Regions from separate parts of the Bos taurus genome. Here region 1 is linked to region 2. A link is a contact called in public Hi-C data. All regions are on one chromosome and are shown on one strand. Each heading gives the region's core, a stretch centred on a gene start, on an enhancer-like site or on the middle of the called end of the contact. The rest is flanking DNA. Distances are from core to core; before and after follow the strand shown. Region 1 has its middle 310 kb from the start of TRNAW-CCA. Region 2 overlaps SOX6 (SRY-box transcription factor 6).

What was found. Hi-C and Micro-C count contacts between places; a contact is called where the count stands out from the background.
Region 1: a Hi-C map of liver shows a contact between it and region 2, with 2.7 times the contacts expected there. The contact joins two enhancer-like sites. A contact is called at or near these places in 2 of 11 Hi-C or Micro-C datasets (liver and skeletal muscle).

Annotation. Positions count from the first base shown.
Region 1 is chr15:36,602,491-36,607,019 of ARS-UCD2.0, forward strand. No RefSeq gene overlaps it. Among named protein-coding and RNA genes, the nearest start is that of TRNAW-CCA, 310 kb to the right of the region's middle. Within about 2 kb of position 2,526, at least 6 of the 102 cell types and tissues checked have an H3K27ac peak or open chromatin away from gene starts, as enhancers often do. A contact at or near this core is called in liver, where this site is marked.
Region 2 is chr15:36,539,553-36,544,172 of ARS-UCD2.0, forward strand. SOX6 (SRY-box transcription factor 6) reads left to right here. Exons shown (of 16, transcript NM_001191418.1): 16 at 2,167-2,749. The coding sequence ends at 2,470. Among named protein-coding and RNA genes, the nearest start is that of TRNAC-ACA, 270 kb to the left of the region's middle. Within about 2 kb of position 2,034, at least 8 of the 102 cell types and tissues checked have an H3K27ac peak or open chromatin away from gene starts, as enhancers often do. A contact at or near this core is called in liver, where this site is marked.

The DNA.
Region 1 (4,529 bases), core at 1,276-3,775, 63 kb after region 2:
CTCACTGTTCGGAGGAGCCCAGTACTTGGAAGGGGCTTCAAGCCAGGTAGACCTCAGGCCCCTGGGGTTTGGTGGGTAGTCCGGCCTCACTGTCTTGAAGGGCCAGGAGAGCTCTGAGGAGGAAGCATGTCTGAGCTGAGTTCTAAAGGCCAAGAAGATGGTTCCAGCCAGTGGGTGGGACCAGGAGCATCAACCGCGTGCCATGGGCGTCCAGAAAAGCGGGGTCATGGAGGAGGGGATGAGCCCAGAGGACCAGAGGCCCGGGTGTCAGCCGAGTTCCCTGCTGGAGGGACATGAAGATTCACAGCTTTTGTGCTGCTTCAGTCCAAGCTGTTTGGGGTTTGGCATGAACACACAATAGTGCCTGAAGAGGTGGCTGCGTTTTTCCCCTGGAGCTCTCAGATGTCATGAAATTGGTCTGAATAATTTTTTCCCCTCAAATTGTTCAAAACGTTCTGTTTCTGGCCTGAGCGCTCAGGTTTCCCATTGCCTCATGGAAAGGGTCCTGGGGCAGATTTGGAGGTCTTGGGGAGCGCGGTGAATCGGGCCACCCCTGTCCATGTGCCCTGCTTCTCTGCTAAGCCAGGCCCCACCCAGGGGCCAGAGTGGAGGCTGGCTGGTGGGCGCTAATGGGCTGAGTGCTGCGGCCCCACGGCCCGGGTGGTGGCCAGCGCCTGTGGGCAGGCTGGGCTGCAGGCCCAGCACAGACCAGCAGGAGCTGCCGGGAGTCCAGCCAACTGAAGCCTGATACCTGGCTCTTGGCTCCATGGGTAGCTGCCCAAGAAGGTGGGAAGGAGGCGTGGGCCTTCTAGGGCGGCCCAGCCTGGGGGCGGCTCTGTGGCTCTATTTACGTTGGCTTCAGTGGAGCAAGAGTGAGGAGCTGCTGATAGCATCTCAGGGCCCGGGCAGCCTCCAGAGAGATAGGGCTTGTACTTCTCCAGCATGGGTGGGCTCACTCATACACATGCGCAGACACATGTGTGTGTGTGTGTCATTTGTCCATTAGCCCCCTTGAAACAGACACTCACATGTGGACATTCTATCAGGAGAAGGCGTTAAGGGAAGGGGTGTGTGTGGGGAGTAGGGGTTCTGGCCAAAGGAGGCAGTGAGTGTCTCAGACTCTGACATCTGGGGAGGGACGCAGAGATGTGGATGCTGCAAGACGAGAAGCTTTGGCAGGCCAGAGCACTCTGATTATAGAAAAGTCTTTTCATACTGCCTCCCAGCTAGTGCCTACTTCCCATAGCCCTGGGGTGTCAGGACTCTCCTCTCTGCCACCCCATGATGGCCAGCCATCTTGTCTTGCCTAGCTGCAGGGACCCCATCCGCACTGAGCGCTCTGGGACTCCTGTGCCTGGGGTTCAGGAGCTGGTCTTAGGGGTTCACTCTGAGTGCGCCCCCTGGGGACTGTGGGACAAGGCAGGCAGCACTGAGAGACCCTCAGACCTGTGAAAGGCTCTGTGGGGAAGTGGGTGTTGGCTTCCTCTGTACCTGTGGAAACTGGGGCTTCTGAGTCATCCTGCAGATGCAACTTGGAAATTTATTGTTTCTTGTGGAGGGGGTGGGGTGGGGGTGGGGAGAGATGTCTACTCTGCTAATGCTGATAATCAGCATCACAAGGTCTGTGTGGGGTGACATGGTCCACAGCGGCTCAGAGAAGTTACTGTCCCTTTTTGAGAAACTCCTGCCTTCCTGTCCCTCCTCGGACCACACACACATAGACTTTTTTTTTTTAATTGGAGGTAAATTGGTCTACAGGCTTCCCTTGTGGCTCATCTGGTAAAGAATCCACCTGCAATGCAGGAGACCTGGGTTCAGTCCCTGGGTTGGGAAGATCCCCTGGAGAAGGAAAAGGCTACCCACTCCAGTATTCTGGCCTAGAGAATTCCATGGACTGTGCAGTCCATGGGGTCGCAAAGAGTCAGACACAACTGAGTGACTTTCACTTTCAAATTGCTTTACAATGTTGTGTTGGTTTCTGCCGTACAACAACGTGAATCGATCATAATTACATGTATATCCCTGTCTCTCTTGAGCCTCCCTCCCCTCCCTGCATCCCACCCCTGTAGGTTGTCACAGAGCACCGGGTTGGGCTCCCTGGGTTATGCAGCAGCTTCCCACTGGCTATCTATTTACACATGGTCGTGTATACATGTCAATGCTACTCTTCAATCTGTCCCAGCCTCTCCTTCCCCCGCTATGTCCACAAGTCCACTCTCTACATCTGCGTCTCCGTTCCTTCCCTGCAAACAGGTTCAGAGTGAAATAACACACAGGCTTCCGAGTCAGGCCTGGCTTCCATCTTGCAAACACAGGCACCGACTCTGGCTTATATTTGGGTAAAATGGAGATGTCTTAAAGCGTGTTGGGAAATTTGCAGAATCTGGGCCAGAGCTCCTAACCTGGAGGGCCGCCCCCCCCAAGGCAGGAACAACACCCAGATGGCTTCTCAGAACCAACTGGTCTGGTCACTTCAGGGTGCTGCCTCTGCCGCCGGCACTGTGTCACCGCCAGCGCCCGTAATGTCCCAGAACCTCCGCCCAGCTCCCCTAGAAGCTGGGTGCGGTGGCTGTTGCACCCTAGCTGGAATGGGCTCCAGGCAGCATCTGCTTTGTTGCATCATTTTCTTTCGATTCAAAGGTTCAAAGTTTGCTGTGGGTGAGTCCGGTCAACAGAGTGAGGTCACGGGCTTGAACTCTGGCTGCAAGGAGGATGGGAAAGTGGAGGTGGGGTGGGGAGGATCTGGCTTCCATATGAAGGTGGTCTCTGACCTGGACTTGGAGTGGGGAATTCCACCAACACATAGATGTGTTCAAAGGTGGCAAATGACTACTGCAGAGATGTGCGGAGCCCAGCTCAAAAGAGTAGAATGGAGGGTTTTTCTTTCTTGTCTCTTTCCTTTTTTTCCTTCCCAAGCGCGGGGACAGTAAGCCTGGGATCCACAGACGCTTCGGCTCTCCCTCGTTTTCACACAGCTCCTCTGCCAGAACCTGCAGTTGGGTGGTGTCCCTGCCTCTTTACCCCGGAAACTGCTCCTGTCCCTGGGGAAGACGTTTGGCCCCAGCTCCCATCCGGCAGCTCAGGGATGGCCACAGGGTCTGTCTGATGTGCCCCCGGAGTAGCTGAGCTGCAGCTGGCTCCCTCCCCAGATGGCACCTACAGCACACGTACCTGGCCTGGGTGAACATTCATCTCTCCCGAGGATAGCTTAATCTGATCTTCCATGGAGAAGGGCTATGCACCCTGTTAGCTTGCCTTTGACCCCTCTACAGTGCCCTGTGTCCAGGGTGGACCCTTCCCTCACTGGCTCACATAAGGAGAGTTGGTGTTCTGGCTTAGCATGAGTTGCTCTGGGTCTGGTGGCATGGCTGGGGTTGGGAGAATGGGGGTATGGCATGGGACATGTCTGGGGACCTGGCATGGAACTGAACACATCAGAACACACACCCCTCCAGAACCCCCCGGTGACATAATCTTTCCCCTCAGTTATTTCACTGTTCCACCACACAAACTAATGTGTTGTTTTTTAAGACAATGTAGTAGTGTATTTTAAATTTCAGAATAGGAATGTCCTTGTTGTTTTTCTATTGTAAAAGTAATGCACACTTTATAAAAAGTCATATATATATAAATGTCATATATATATATAAAGTCATATATATATATATATATATATATATATATATACACACATATATAAATCTGTATGCTAGAAACTGGAGAGTCTTCTTATACGGAACGTAGAGATAACCATTATTAAAAGGTTTTTTAAATCTACATATATAAATATACTTATATGTAGAGCTAAGGTTGAAATGAGTGTGCAAATGGAAAGAGATCCCAATATGGTATTGATTTTAAAAAGTCAGTTGACAGGAGACTCTGCCTTGCTTCATACCAGAGGCAGAGAGAACTAGGAAGACTGTCTACTGGATACTCAGCCTCAGGCTGACTGGTCAGGCACAGTACGAAGCCGGGCCTGAGCAGCGATTGTGTTTTTAGCACAGTTTTTCCTGGGATCTGGTAGCCAGAGGGCCCAGGGATCATGTCCACTGTCACCCCCTATGGAAGGAGGTGAAGTGGGGAGAGGGTACCCAGGCTCTGAGGGGTCTGGCCTGGGTCCCCCCTGGCACGCCTTCTCCCCTGACCAGACTGCCTAGGGGTCGGGGGAGCTGCTTCTCCCTGGAGATCCAGAGGAGGAAATGGCTAGGCATGCTGACCTCCCAGACCCTGTGGTCCCCTAGGGCATTCATAGCTCCAGAAGTCAGACTGGGATGTTTCACGGGGCCCTGGGGCAGAACAGAAGCAGACCAGTAGCAACTGCTCACTGATTAGCACCCAGTTTTCTACTCAGCAGTCACTGAACATCTGCAGAATGAATGAATGAATGAAGGATAATCTTCATCAGCTCTAACTGTATTTCTGAGTCTCAGGGCATCTCCCCAACCTGTCCCATTTCAGGAGGTAGAGCAGTTCCTAGGAAACCACAATCCTAGCCTCACAGAACTTGGGCCTTCTGAGGAGGTTGG
Region 2 (4,620 bases), core at 784-3,283:
AAAGAAAATGTACCATTTGATAGTTTGCAAATGAAACAAACTAGTTCTATATTTTGGTAATGGAACACTAAGAGCAAACAAATATAGATTCATTTACCAAATTGGGAAATCTGTAAAATGGGTTAATATTGCAGTAAAAGTTTTCACTCTACACTCATTATGTGATTAAGGCAAAAATATTTTTTATTGCAATTATCCAAACTCAGTTTAAAAAAAAAAATCAATGAGGCATTTATTGCTTTGGGTAGGTTAGCATAAAATTTAATTGTGTCAGTTCGCCCCAAACTTAGGAAGCAAGAAGTATACTGTTGTTAGAATTTGGTTCTATGAAAGGGAAGCCAGTATTTTATCAGATGTTTCTACACATGGATTTAGATTTCTCTATCCTCTTCTTTGGTACAGTCAAAATATCACTGCCAGCAACATAGAAAATGGATCAATGTCGGGGGCTTAGTATCAACTGGATGCCTACAGGCTCTGCAAGCTCAGGAATTTTTATGGAATATAGTAAGCAGAATGTGTCTGTATACTGAATATCTTTAGAGGAAAGAATGATGGAATTCAAGTCAGGTGATCTAGCTTCAAATCTCAGCAGTGCTGATTACTAAATATAGGATCTTAAGCAAGGTCTCGTTTTCTTCATCTGAAAACTGGGCATAATAATACCTCATGGAGTTACAATTTTAACTGGATGAGATAATCTATATGAAAATATTTTATGTTAGTTAAAGGTTAAGGCATCAATATTATGCCTCATAGTGTTTGACAGAGGTTGTTAAAGATAGCACTATCGGATACGCCACAGTGTGATTTTAGGCCATTTCTGTCATTTCTCCTTCTACCAGGCTGGAAAGCATACAACCCTTGAGAAATTATACTCCTTCAGGACGTTCAAAAAATAGCTGGTAACTTAGTTAATTATTCACAAATTCAGAGTATTTTCCTCTTAGATTGAGGTGGATAGAAAGTTTCAATGTAGGATTGAAACAAACGTTCAGTCTACAATTCAACGTTCTCATTGAACGTTGAATTCTTATTCAACATTCAATAAGAATTGTTCAAGTGATCGACTGACCTGAAGTCAAGTATTAAAAGGTGGAAGGACCTTCCAGGACTTCACTGATCCCAGCTTTTGTAAATGGATGGAAACTGAGGCTCAGAAAAGAGTTACAAGGGCAGTTTGAAGTGAATTTATATTAATGTCCCTAAAGATTGAGAAACACTTGGTGAATTTTGCATCTATGAATGAATATTGTTTCAGTCCTATTCTTCGAGCTAGGTAGTAGGTCTTTCATTCTTTCAATATTTCAAGTTACAATGCCTCAAGGGAAATGAGAGACAGATAGCCATGTCTCCCTGCAGAGGGAGAGACTGACCTTTGTAAAGGCTCTGGTAAGTTTATTTGAACTAGAGTGACATGATGACAGACTGATCTGGTGTGACCAAGCCTTGGCACCCACTAGGATGTAGGATGAGGCAACCTGTGTTGTTCTGTTAAGTAGCAAAGCTCTCAATGTTCTTCACTCCTGACTCCTTCAACCCTGGCTCCAGCCCAGGGCCACAGGAGTAATGACACCCAAGATGATCCTTCCATAATTAGGAAATAGAAGTTTCAACGAGCTTCCCTACAGGTTTAACCACAGAAATAAGTAGACATTTACATGAATACCAAATACATGCTTTACTGAATCTGACTCTGGGATGTATAGGATCCTTCCTCATCTTGATTCTTTCTTTATACAGCTCTCAAACCAAGGTGAAGACATAAACCTGCTTAACAGTGTCATTAAAGTATGTCTCATGTTACCAGCCTTTTTTTTTTTTTTGTAATGTTCTAGGAGACCCTAAAAAAATGATCTCACAAGTAACTTTGTGGAGTTAGCTACAGTATTTGTTCCAAATGCCAAGGGTTATCAAAGCTTTGCTTCCATGTTGCAAAACCATCAATAAGTTGCTCCATTGTATTGCTTAACCTCAACCACATCATCAGTGAGGTTTGCAGAACTCCTCCAGGACACACCTTTGTCCTATTTCATCATTTGCTTAGAATTTCAAACAGACTCCCCTCTGAGACTGTGTGAGGGATGAATTCCAAAGCCACCCAGAAGAACATGTGTATATAGATATTTCCCTCTGTTTTATTTTATTGTTTTCGAATCTATACAGGCAGCAGCCTCAGATTCCAATCACCACAGGAACAGGTGTTGTGTATCCTGGTGCTATTACTATGGCAACTACCACACCGTCACCTCAGATGACATCTGACTGCTCTAGCACCTCGGCCAGCCCAGAGCCCAGCCTCCCGGTCATCCAGAGCTCTTATGGTATGAAGACAGACGGCGGAAGCCTAGCTGGAAATGAAATGATTAATGGAGAGGATGAAATGGAAATGTATGATGACTATGAAGACGACCCCAAATCAGACTATAGCAGTGAAAATGAAGCCCCGGAAGCTGTCAGTGCCAACTGAGAAGTGTTTGTTTGCTGAATTAAAATACTCTGACATTTCACCTCCCCTCCCCCAACAAAAAAAATTCTTAAAGAGCCCGCATGCATTTGTGGCTCCACAATTACATCAGCAGAATGGTCTTAATTGTTTCGTAAAGCGTGAGACAGATTAAGTTTTCCCTGATTTTTCATGAACTTGAGTTTTTTTGTCGTTATTGTTATTGTTGTTGTTGTTTTTTAATTTAGGTGAAGACATATTAAATATGAGACACCAGGACTTGAAAACTTATCTCAACCCATAGCTGTCTTACAAGTCTTATATTTTTGTCTTACTTTTTTCTTTTGGATGTTGATAAAGGTTTAAGTTACTGTTTTAGATGGGGTTAAACATTCTCACTCAGGTATGCTGTGCCGGCCTACAGGTTGTGAATGTGTTTTTATTCTGAATTATTTTAGAAAACAACTGAGAATTTCATATTGTGAAACAGAACAAGTCCACGGCGTGTGCAGCTGCATGCAGAGCATATTCAAAAGGCCTCGGAATTCCATTTTTCCACGTGGAGAGTTAAACTTTGAATGTGCCAAACTTTTTCATAACTTTTGAATCTTAATATTTTAAAAGTCTTAAAGGAGACACTGCAAAGTCTTAGACAATCTTTGGCATCTTAAAATAAAATAGCAAACCACACATATTTTTTTTCCAGACAATGGTAAAGTACTCAGGAATCTGGAGACGAGATATTGTAAGGCATGAACAAGGTTGCCGCAGTGCATGGACCCAGTCGTGTTTGCCTCTTGACGTGCCCTCAGTGTGACGTGGTATGACGTGCACACACTGGAGCGGTCACCACACCAGATACCGACACGGTGGTCTTCTCTGCCTGAGACCACCTCTCACTACATCCATTATCCCTTTGCCTTTAACCCTGACATTCAGTCTTAACACATTTTTCTCTTAAATAATTTATTCATTCCAGAATGTCAAGGGTCCACTTACTATTTATTTAAAAAAAAAATCGTTGGTGGCATTAATTTAATAATTCTTTTTTCTCACCCTCCTTCCCCAAAGAACTTTTCAACCCTTTTCACCTCCTTCTCCTGCTAGATACAAAAGATGTACATAGTGATTTTATGTCCCCAGAACATCTGGAAGCATTTCTGAAACAAGATACTACTAAATACCTATATAGTTGTTTTTGAACATCGGTGTAGATATGGCTGTAGAGCTGTGTATTTGGATACAGGTGTAGAGACTTACAGGAATGTCCCTGAGGTTCACCATGACTTTGAATCTTTTGCCAGAATTTTCCCCTAATTCAGTTAAGCAACAAGTGGTAGGATCTGCATCGGTGGCATTTCCCCTGAATGCCATTTAGCAGCAAGGGTCAACAGTGGTGACTGCCAGGCAGAAGAGTCCTGCGGCCAATCCTAAAGCCCAAAGCTGCGGGCCATGTAGGAGTCCACAGGGATGCTGTCACGGGCTGGCACCTCTTCACTGAGCTGCCTGTCCCATCTGGCACATCTAGAGAGTTCTTTGCAAAGTCCTCAGGATGCAAGAAGCCGCATGACAGCCTAAGAGCAATGACAGAGGCAAATTGTCATGATACATCCAGAGAATGAAAGAAAACAATAGGGAGGGAGAAGGAGGGGAAATACATTCCCTAAATGGGATGTTCCTACTGTTAATTCTGGGGAACAGATCACTCCTGGGGCAGCAGACGAGTTCCTCTGGCTCACTCCCTCCATCTGTGGCCGCGTGGGGGTCATGCCTATGTGTGAACAAGATTAACTGCCCGTGTCACACGAGGATTTTTCTGGAGATGTGCTGATGCATTGGGAGGGCAGTGAGGCTTCCTTCCTCATCTCCTAATGACAGGGAGCTCAGCCATGCCATCTTGACCTTCCTGAATCCAGGACTGATTGCCTACGGGGGAGCCTCACCCCGAGTAGTTCAGTGGGAGAATGTCAGCAAATGGGACAGTTCACCTCATGGGACAACCAGAATCTGATCACCAGGACATAGGAACGGCCCCATCAGATTTCTTGAGCCATTTTGTCACTTGGAAGAAAATAGTGTACCTTCGTATTTATTTAAGAGTGCTCACGGCCATACCTAAGAGCGATAAATAGGTCTAGCCAAGACATTACTGTCTATGTCATTAGCTAGGAGTG